Regions from separate parts of the Rattus norvegicus genome. Here region 2 is linked to region 1. A link is a contact called in public Hi-C data. All regions are on one chromosome and are shown on one strand. The core of a region is the stretch at or near the end of the contact, and the rest is flanking DNA. Distances in the headings are between cores, read along the strand shown.

Evidence for each region. Hi-C and Micro-C count contacts between places; a contact is called where the count stands out from the background.
Region 2: a Hi-C map of kidney shows a contact between it and region 1, with 9 times the contacts expected there. The contact joins the promoter of Hoxa7 here to the enhancer-like site in region 1. A contact is called at or near these places in 4 of 12 Hi-C or Micro-C datasets (hepatocytes, kidney, liver and 1 more).

Annotation. Positions count from the first base shown.
Region 1 is chr4:81,564,493-81,569,063 of GRCr8, reverse strand. No RefSeq gene overlaps it. Among named protein-coding and RNA genes, the nearest start is that of Mir148a, 98 kb to the left of the region's middle. Within about 2 kb of position 2,478, at least 24 of the 93 cell types and tissues checked have an H3K27ac peak or open chromatin away from gene starts, as enhancers often do. A contact at or near this core is called in kidney, where this site is marked.
Region 2 is chr4:82,645,640-82,650,210 of GRCr8, reverse strand. Hoxa7 (homeobox A7) reads left to right here and starts at 1,970. Exons shown (of 2, transcript NM_001109233.2): 1 at 1,970-2,445; 2 at 3,436-3,869. The coding sequence starts at 2,070. The coding sequence ends at 3,749.

The DNA of each region.
Region 1 (4,571 bases), core at 1,229-3,728:
TTACAGACAATCACATCACTTCTCTTCTGTAAACAAACCAGCATTTACAACGTGTGTCAAAAGAATTATCTGAGATAACAAATGCTTTGATCTTTCTTTGTCTTTTTTAAAAAAATTTTTGGATGTGTATCTTAGTATCTGATAATATTCAGGGACATTTGCACACTCCCCCCCACGCCCAATTTTCCAGGGCAAAGGAGGGACCTCACTGAGGTTCAGTAATGGATCTCCCTCCTGCCCCCCTCCATTTCGGGTTTTCTTGGTCCTTTAGATATTTCTTTTGGCCCGGTGGGCTCACTGCTGTAGAATCTTTGTTAATCAGAGAGGTTCACTGGTGCCTGCATTAAGCTTAGGGAACTATCTGATTTGCACACCTGAGGTGTGTCTAGGGATGCAGTCATTCATAGAAGGAAGAAATTAGATTTGTGTCCTCTCTTTCAAGACCACAAGAACCCCAAGCACCCCATAAGTTTTGATGCACCCCATCACTCAATTTGTCTCAGCTCTCTTTTTCTTTCTTTCTTTTCTTCCTCTAAATATTTATTTATTCTTGTTATGTAGCCCGGGTTGTCCCTGAACTTTTGCTTCCAGAGTGCCAGGACTGTAGGCATGAGCTGTCACTCTCACCCCCCACCCTGTGGTGTCTCAGGCTTTTGGCATGTTTTGTTTCACTTAACATTTTGTTTAGTCTTGTTTTATTTTATTTTAACATTTTATTTAATCAATATGCCCGCTGTGAACACCAGTGCTTAGTAAGGATAAAAACACCTTTAGCTTTCCCCAGATAGTACATCGAGGCCCTGGCTTTCTCCTCAACCAAGGAAGGCTAATCCCGGGGAATTCAGGGACAGTATCCCTGGCATCTATCAATTTCAAGGTATTTGGTTCACGTGCGCGCCGGCGGGGGCACGGGCGCGAGGGGAGGCGCTCCGCTCAGAAAGGCCTGTGGAGAGATTTTGACTTGACATTTACTGTCACGTCGCTAAGACTAGGCCTTAAAGTGGGGCCCCTGGGGACCTGAGGCAGACCCTTTTCTGGCCCCAACGCTTCCTTGTTCTTCCTCGCGCGCCTGGCCAGTCCTGCACAGTGGCCCAGGTCCAGAATTCACCATCAGAGGATGCAAACCCGTCTGGGTTTAAACCCGGCTCTACTACCGGAAGTCATTTGACAAATCTCAGGCTGGCCTCTCTAATCTTTGCGGCTCCTCAGAGTTTTGCAAATCTTTAAACAAGCTGTAACCTTCTTCAAACAGCGCGCCAGACAGACAACCCCCAGGGTCAGGCAGACTCCATCAGCACTCCACTCACTTCCTCCAAGGTCAGGCCCACACCTCTCCCAGCACCTTTCTGTCTGCAGATTCCCATGCGCCCAGCCAGCAGCCCAAACCCAGGAACGTCTCCCACCCTGGAGGCCTGTGCCTGTGTACTGGAGACTCATGGAGCCCCTGGGGGCAGGCCGGGGAGGGGGGGAAGGGAACCCTCCGGGCAAGATCAGCGAGGTGGGGGTTGGGCGGGTGATTTATGATGCTTATCAACGTTTTAGGAAGCAGAAATTAACCTGAGGAGGATTAGGCCCCAAGCTTTGAAGCTCTTCGTTTTGTTTTCCTTCTGTCCACTCCCATGATCAAACAGTTCCCTGTTCCTTCTAACCTTCTCCTCCTCTAGTTATCTCTTCTCCCCGCTCCTCAGCCCTAGCAAGCTCCTTTGCACTGTTTCTCTTAATTTCAAATAGAAATCTCTTGACCCTAGCTACCGTGTTTCTGTCAGTGATCTAGAAACAGAAGGAAAGACCCTTCCCCCATCCCTGTCCTCTGGGAATAGTGTTTAAGGTTTGAACATTTTCTGTTTGGGAGATCAGAGGTAGCAAATCTGTAACTTTTCTTTTTCTTTGGCACTTTCTTTCCATCCAAAGCCCTTTGTCTAGTTCGCCCACCGAGACTGGCCTTCCCAGGAAGCAGGTTAGGTGGAGGTAGTTTGCTGTCGTTTCTGGTGAGTGCTAACTTCGCTTAGCTCATCACATCCCCAGGTCCTGCGGATTCCCGGATGGTCCTCCTAGTTCGCTAGTCTTCCGGGGACCCCGGACCTTGCGGTACTCTTTCCCTGCCGTCCTTTATCCTCCCCCTACGCCCCCCCCCCATCCCCGGCATCCAGGCTTCGGGCGGAACAGTCTCCCGCAGTTCCCGAAAGGCGCCTGTTGAAAAGGCAATTTCCTTGGGGGGTGTGGTCCGGCTGAGAGTAAAACAGAAACCAAGTTTGTTTGGGGTCCTGAAACCCAAACGTTTTATTGCATCCGCCTCAGAGTCAACTAACTCTTAATGAGCATCCAGGCGGGAAAAGCACGAGGAGGTTTGCTCGGTGCTCCGGAGGGGACCTGAGTGAGGGGAGTCTATTTACTTCTCTTGCAACCAGAGGTTACAACATCTTCCCCAAAAGTCTCCTTCCAGTGCCGGGGGTATAGACAGGAAAGTCAGAAGGCATCAGGTTTCAGCTCTCTGAGTAATCCAAGATCATTCAGCCAAGAAGACCTTCGAAGTTGGCCCTGTCTACAGCTTGTAATGAAAAGGGGTAATCTGTCGTGTAATGAAAAACAGTACCCACAAAAACAAACCAGCATCCGACCGCCTTCCACCTCGCACCACTCTACCCTAATACCCGCCAGTGACAAATATTACTATCCAGTTCCACCCCCAAAAGAGGAAGCAGTAGATCTTCCTCTTAATAACTTCCCAAAGTGTTACAAATAATAAAAGGGGCGCATAAATCATCGCGGGAGCGACTCAAAGCGGACCTCGAAGGATTTACTTCGCTTGAGCCTTAGCTTCCAATCGCCCTCTCATTGGCTTCTTTCTTGAAGTCCGCCCCCAGATCCGTGCTCTTATTGGTCAATATGGCAGGGTGACGCATAGAAAGGGCGTGGGGTTGGTGGGGGCTGGATATTTTTCAGTGCGCAAGCGTCCTAGGTTGTGCGGGTGTGATTGACAACCAGGGGAAAACAAGTGCGCGTGCGTGGATGAGTGAGGGAGTCAGAGACAGCGAGAGATAGAGACACAGAGACACAGAAAAAAGAAAGAGGGAGAGGGAGGAGGGCAGAGAAGATGAGAGAGAAAGAAAGGGAGAGGGGAAAGAAAGAGAGAAAGAGGTGTAAGGAGAAAGGAGAGAGCGAAGGTGAAAGAGACCGTGTGTGGTGAGGTGGTGGGTGCTGGCACTCTGGCTGCTCCAGCAGGCTAGGTGGGGGCAGTTCAGACTGCAGGCATTTCCCGCTGAGTCAGGTTGTTGTCACTCTTCCGCCACAGATCCTCTCGGAGGGCTTGAAAGGGATTCACTGAGGAGGGTAACTCTGGGGAGGGGGTAAATAGGCTTGCTTTCCTGTAGGAATCCACTTAAAATTTCTAGAAGTTTACTTTTAGACCCTGTTATTTGTGCATTCCCGGAAAAGAACACAATACAAGCCACCAGTAACCTCAGGTAATGTCCTAGGCACTCCACTTCTACCCAGCACCACCCCAGCCCTGTGTGACTTTCTCACAACACAGCTGCCACAGCTCTCTAAGCGACTTGTAATCGAAGAGGCCAGAGAAAAAGACACACCGTAAGATTGCTTGGATGGAAGGAGAAAGAAAGAAAAGAAAGAAAGAAAGAAAGAAAGAAAGAAAGAAAGAAAGAAAGAAAGAAAGAAAGAGAGAGAGAAAGACAGAAAGAAAAGAAAAAAAGTAAAGAAAATTAGATAAATGCAGCCACCAAAAATAGCGACAGAAAACAAACCAAACCAACCAACCAAACAAACAAACAAAAAAAGACAACAAAAAATAAAACAAAAATCAAAGTCGCGGAAGGACAAGTCCGTTGCCTACTGAATGGAAAATAAACCCGGTTTGTGTAGATGCTTGCTAACGCCTGCTACAAAATTCTTGAGAGGCGAGGACCGCGCCTGCAGCTGCAGTGCTGGGCCGCTGCCCGCTTCCATCCAAATTCCAACGTTTGGGAGCGAGAGGCCCCAGATTTGCTCCCTACTTAGGCCATGGATTCCTTCTTGCACATATTTTAGGGCAATAATAAACATCCTATGAATCTGCACATATTTTAAACTACAATACCCCTGGAAGACCTGAGAATGAAGGGCTTGAGTTTTACGAATTTCTAAATTAAAAAAAAAATGGCCATGACTTCTTCACAGGCCCTGCAAATGTCTTTTTTCATTAAAAATTTGTGTGTGTTGTGTATGTGTGTGTATAAATATTCTAACAAAAGCATTTCTGTCTGTGAATGCACAGTAAATAAATACAGAGGCCAGACTGAGCTAAGCATGTTATTATTGATAAAGTAAAATGTTAGTTTAGATTCTCTTTTCTGTGTTTTTTTCTTACGAAGCGATGCTTTTAGCCTGCCTCTGTATTGAAAGCAGTATTTTCTAAATACATTTATTTATAAATGCCATATTCACTTTTAATTTGACAATGATCATTTGTAACACAAAATTGTTAGCTTAATTTTAGGCGTTTTTTAATTTTTATTCACTTATTGATATTTTAAGCAGCAAACCTAAAATTAGTAACCAAGGCTTTGATGGTTGTT
Region 2 (4,571 bases), core at 721-3,220, 1.1 Mb before region 1:
TTAGTGTGATGTTTTTCCTGCTTGACCTAACTTGCTCCACACTCTGGTTGTCAGGTCTCCTAAAGAAAAGTTCCATTTTAAACACAGTAGCTATGGCTGCTCCAGTCGCCTGAGTCTAGACAGACGGCCTCGGCCTGACTAGCCTTTCACTTTGCGCCTCGCTCAGTGTCACCCCAGGAACAATTTATTAGTCTAAAGCCGTCTAATTTCGCCTCTTTGATCTCCTACACTTCTTTTTGTTTGCTTCTTCTTTTAGCTATTTTAGACTTTTATTTCTCTTTTAGAAGACGCTGTTATTTCGATTTTTTCCCCCTTTCCTGTTCTACCTCCTCTGTTTGCCATCCCAATCCACCATAAAGGGGATCCCGGATATTGCCGCCTCAGGGTCCTTATGTTTCAGGGGAGATAGCCCATCTCCCACCTGCCCTCCTCCCCGCCAAAGCCTGAGCCCTTTACTAGGTAAGAGCCGAGGCTCCGTTTCAGCGGGATTTGAACATCCTTCTGTCTTTTGTGCTCCCAAGACCCCCTGAGAGGATGCGGTAAACGGGGGTGGGGTGGGTGGAGGCAGCCTGGACCCACTGAAAGTGATAAGAAAGTGCTTTGTACACCAGGAACAAACTCTATAATTTAGAGGAGAATTTCCGGGGCAATTCCATTGTGAAGTCGGCTTTATGATGTGCAATCGAGCTGGGCAGTAAAAGGTGGCCAGTCTTCCAGCAGGGCCCCGGAAGTTTATGAGGCGTTTAGGGAAAGGGTTCACCCAAATATCCTCTAGAGAATGCCGGGCAGCAGAGCCTCCATCCGACCTATCAATACAGGCGGAGGGGGGTCTGAAGTCCAGCAAGGTAAGCCCCCAGGGTGCTGAGTATTTGGAGAGAATGAGACTGTGTTTGTGCTTAGAAAGCACGGTGCTTAGAAAGGTGAAGGCGCGGGATCTGGGTGGCCCTTGAAAGGACTTCCTTGTTTGATTTTATTGTCGCCTTTATAAAGAACTGGGGTTCCACGGTGGGCTACAGCACCCAGTCTCTGAGATCACCTCTCTGCTCTCTAAACCTGCTCTAAAACCAGGTTTTACCAACTGTTAACAGCCCACAGCCCAGGGAAAGCTGTGCTGAGAGCTGCCAGGAGCCTCCCAGTATGAAGTAGGTGTTTAAAATTTTGTGGAGCCGAATTTCTCCCAAACTCCCAGTTTCTTGTCATCCAGGGGGTAGCCAGGGGTTGTGGGAAGGACAAAGCGGGTGTTGAGCCATCTATGGAGTTGTTGCCAGCCAGCCAGGTGCCCAGGAGCGAATGCAGAGAGACTGCCAGGGCCGCAGTGTCCGGGAGGAGAAAAGGGAATCCCATGTTAGTAAATCTGTTGGCAAATGAGGCTCATTAATAGATAAATATTTCACTGCTTCCTTTAGGGCAGATAAACAGTGCGCCGCCGATTAAAGAAAGGAAGCTGGGAGACATTGACTTTATTCGAACCACATGGTTCCAGTTTGTGCTCGGCTAGAGGAGACGCCGCGCCTGCAGAGTTTGCGCTGGGGCATCAAATCCGCTCTCAAACGTCCTCCTGCCCATAGACAAAGATGGGCAAAGACTGGCTCTTTCTCTCTAGACCAGCTTTAGGCGGACAGGTTGCGGGCGACCCTGCAGGGTCTTGGATCCTCAGAGAGGACCCGGACGGGGGTTGGGGGGATCCACACACTGGATCTGGGGTTCAGGAATAGGTGTGAGGTTGTCGGGGGCGAACCCTGCCGCTAGGCTTCGGCGTCTGGGATGGGGCTCTCCCGGAGCCTAGAGGTCTGATTGCGTCGGGCGCCCGGGGCCGGCCGGGTGCAGGCCGCGTATTTGAGCCTCTTCCTCTCCATTCTAGGCGGCCGCCGGCCCGTGGCGCGAGACCACCTGTGAGGGCTGCTGAGATTGGCGGAGGCGGTCATGTGGGCGGTCACGTGCCGCGGCGAGCTCCGTCCAAAAGAAAATGGGGTTTGGTGTAAATCTGGGGGTGTAATGTTATCATATATCACGCTACCTCGTAAAACCGACACTGAAAGCTGCCGGACAACAAATCACAGGTCAAAATTATGAGTTCTTCGTATTATGTGAACGCGCTTTTTAGCAAATATACGGCGGGGGCTTCTCTCTTCCAAAATGCCGAGCCGACTTCTTGCTCCTTTGCACCCAACTCGCAGAGAAGCGGCTACGGGCCGGGCGCCGGCGCCTTCGCCTCCAACGTGCCGGGCTTATACAATGTCAACAGCCCCCTCTATCAGAACCCCTTCGCCTCCAGCTACGGTCTGGGAGCCGACGCCTACAACCTGCCCTGCGCCTCCTACGACCAAAACATCCCCGGGCTCTGCAGTGACCTCGCCAAAGGCGCCTGCGACAAGGCGGACGAGGGCGTGCTGCACGGCCCGGCCGAGGCCAGTTTCCGCATCTACCCCTGGATGCGCAGTTCAGGTAGGCGCAGCGGCCGGCGGGGTCGCCGTGCGGGAGGAGCGGCAGGGCGGGAGCAGGGCGCGGGGGACTGAGAGAGCCCAGCCCAGCGGCTTCCAGCCGGCGATCCCCCCCGCAAGTCCCGGTGGCGCTGCCTTTCTGGTTTTAATTAGAGCTGAGGCACCATTGCGTGGAGAGACCCGTAGCATTGTATGTAAATGAGGCTCATAAAACTTTTTATGGCCCAATTAATGGGTTCGATCCTCGTAAATTTATTTAACTCCATTTGCCTTGGAATTTTCACAATAAGTTTCTCCACTATTCTCATATTCTCTTTCTCCCACCTCACCCCCTCTTCTTTTCCCTCTCTTTTCCTTTCCCTCAGCTTTTCTTTCTATCCCCTTCTTTACAGTCCCCTATCCCTTCCTTGATTCCAGTTCTCTCCCCCTCCTCCTCTTCCTTGGGCCTGGCTTTCTTTCTCAAAGGCAAGGAGTTCTGAGATCTCCAGGATCCCTCACCCACCCCTGTACCAGAGGCCATTTCTAGAAAGGGGCTGAAGCCAATGGGACAGAGGGTGGGAATGCCACAGGAAGGTCTTGTGGATGGGGCTTCTGAGGAGGGTCGTCCACTGGGATAGCAAGGCTGGGGAGCGGCTAGTCTTGTCTTTGAATGGCAAAAGTGCCCGAGTCTCCCACTTGCCACACTCTGTATTTACAATTTCCCTTTGTCAGGGGGGAAGCAGGACATTGTGGAAACGTAGCCGGCTGGAAAAGCCAGTTGTAAAGTTGGAATTCTGCCCTAAGGCTTTTCACAGACGATCTTGTTTGTCTGGCGCTGGGGCCTTCCGCTGACAATTTTCCTCCCCCAGCTCAATCGAGGGTGTTGAGGGTGGCACCTGGACTTAGACAAGGTGGGAAGGGCAGGCTCTTGGACTGCTGGCCTGACTAAAGCGCTCTTCTGTCCACCGGCTGCTTGTCTGTTTGTTTATCTCTATGTCCAAATTTCTGCTCCTAGGACCCGATAGGAAGCGGGGACGCCAGACCTACACTCGCTACCAGACGCTGGAGCTGGAGAAGGAATTCCACTTCAACCGCTACCTGACGCGGCGCCGCCGCATCGAGATCGCTCACGCGCTCTGCCTCACCGAGCGCCAGATCAAGATCTGGTTCCAGAATCGGCGCATGAAGTGGAAGAAAGAGCATAAAGATGAGAGCCAGGCTCCCACTGCAGTTCCAGAAGACGCGGTGCCCTCCGTTTCCACGGCTGCTGACAAGGCCGATGAGGAAGAGGAGGAGGAAGAGGAGGAGGAAGAGGAGGAAGAGGAGTAAAGGGCCAGGCACAAGACCCTGGCTACACAGGACAGTTGGAAAAGCGTCTTTAAGAGACTCGTTGATTTTAGTTACGAAAATGGGGGGAAATAAAGTGTAAAAAAAAAAAAAGAAAAAAAGGGAAAGAAAAAGAGGGACTCAGTCTCCACCCTCATTCCATCCAATCACCCACTCTAGCTCCCAGGGAAATTAGATCACCTTGGGGACCCTCTCTGCCTCTGAGGAACCCAGTAGATACCCCCAATCCTGGGCCAGTGTTGTGCACAGGCACAGCTAAAATACTACCTAGCACAGGCCTCTTTGAGAGACCATCCCAAACTACCTATGGGCCCAGCCCCAGTGGGCCACCACTCCCAAGAAACCCCTCCACGTCCCAACACTGGCAGACACCCAGCACCTGCTCCCCCGTACCTGCCAACACTGATCAGTACTACCTACTAGCCCTAAACTACCTATTTTGCGCTGGCAAGCTTGCCTGCTTCTCCGTGCCCATCTCTCCCAGGCCAGGCCTTGATGCTTCTAGCTGACAGTCTTTGGGGTCACCGAGGCTTCACTGACAAGGCAATGAGGTTCAGGGACCAGGGCACTGGCTTCTATTTCAATTGAAAAGTAATATATTTATTCCAAAGCATACCAAGTGCTGCAACCTAGAATCCCTCTTTCTCTGGCTTTGGCACCTCAAGTTCAGGGCCATTACCCCTACTCCAGGAGGGGAGCATTCCTGAACTGGCTGCAGTCCTCTGGAATAGCTTCGTGTTTTTTTTTTTTTTTTTGTTTTGTTTTTTGTTTTTTTTTTTTTTTTTTTTTTTTTTTGTGGGACTA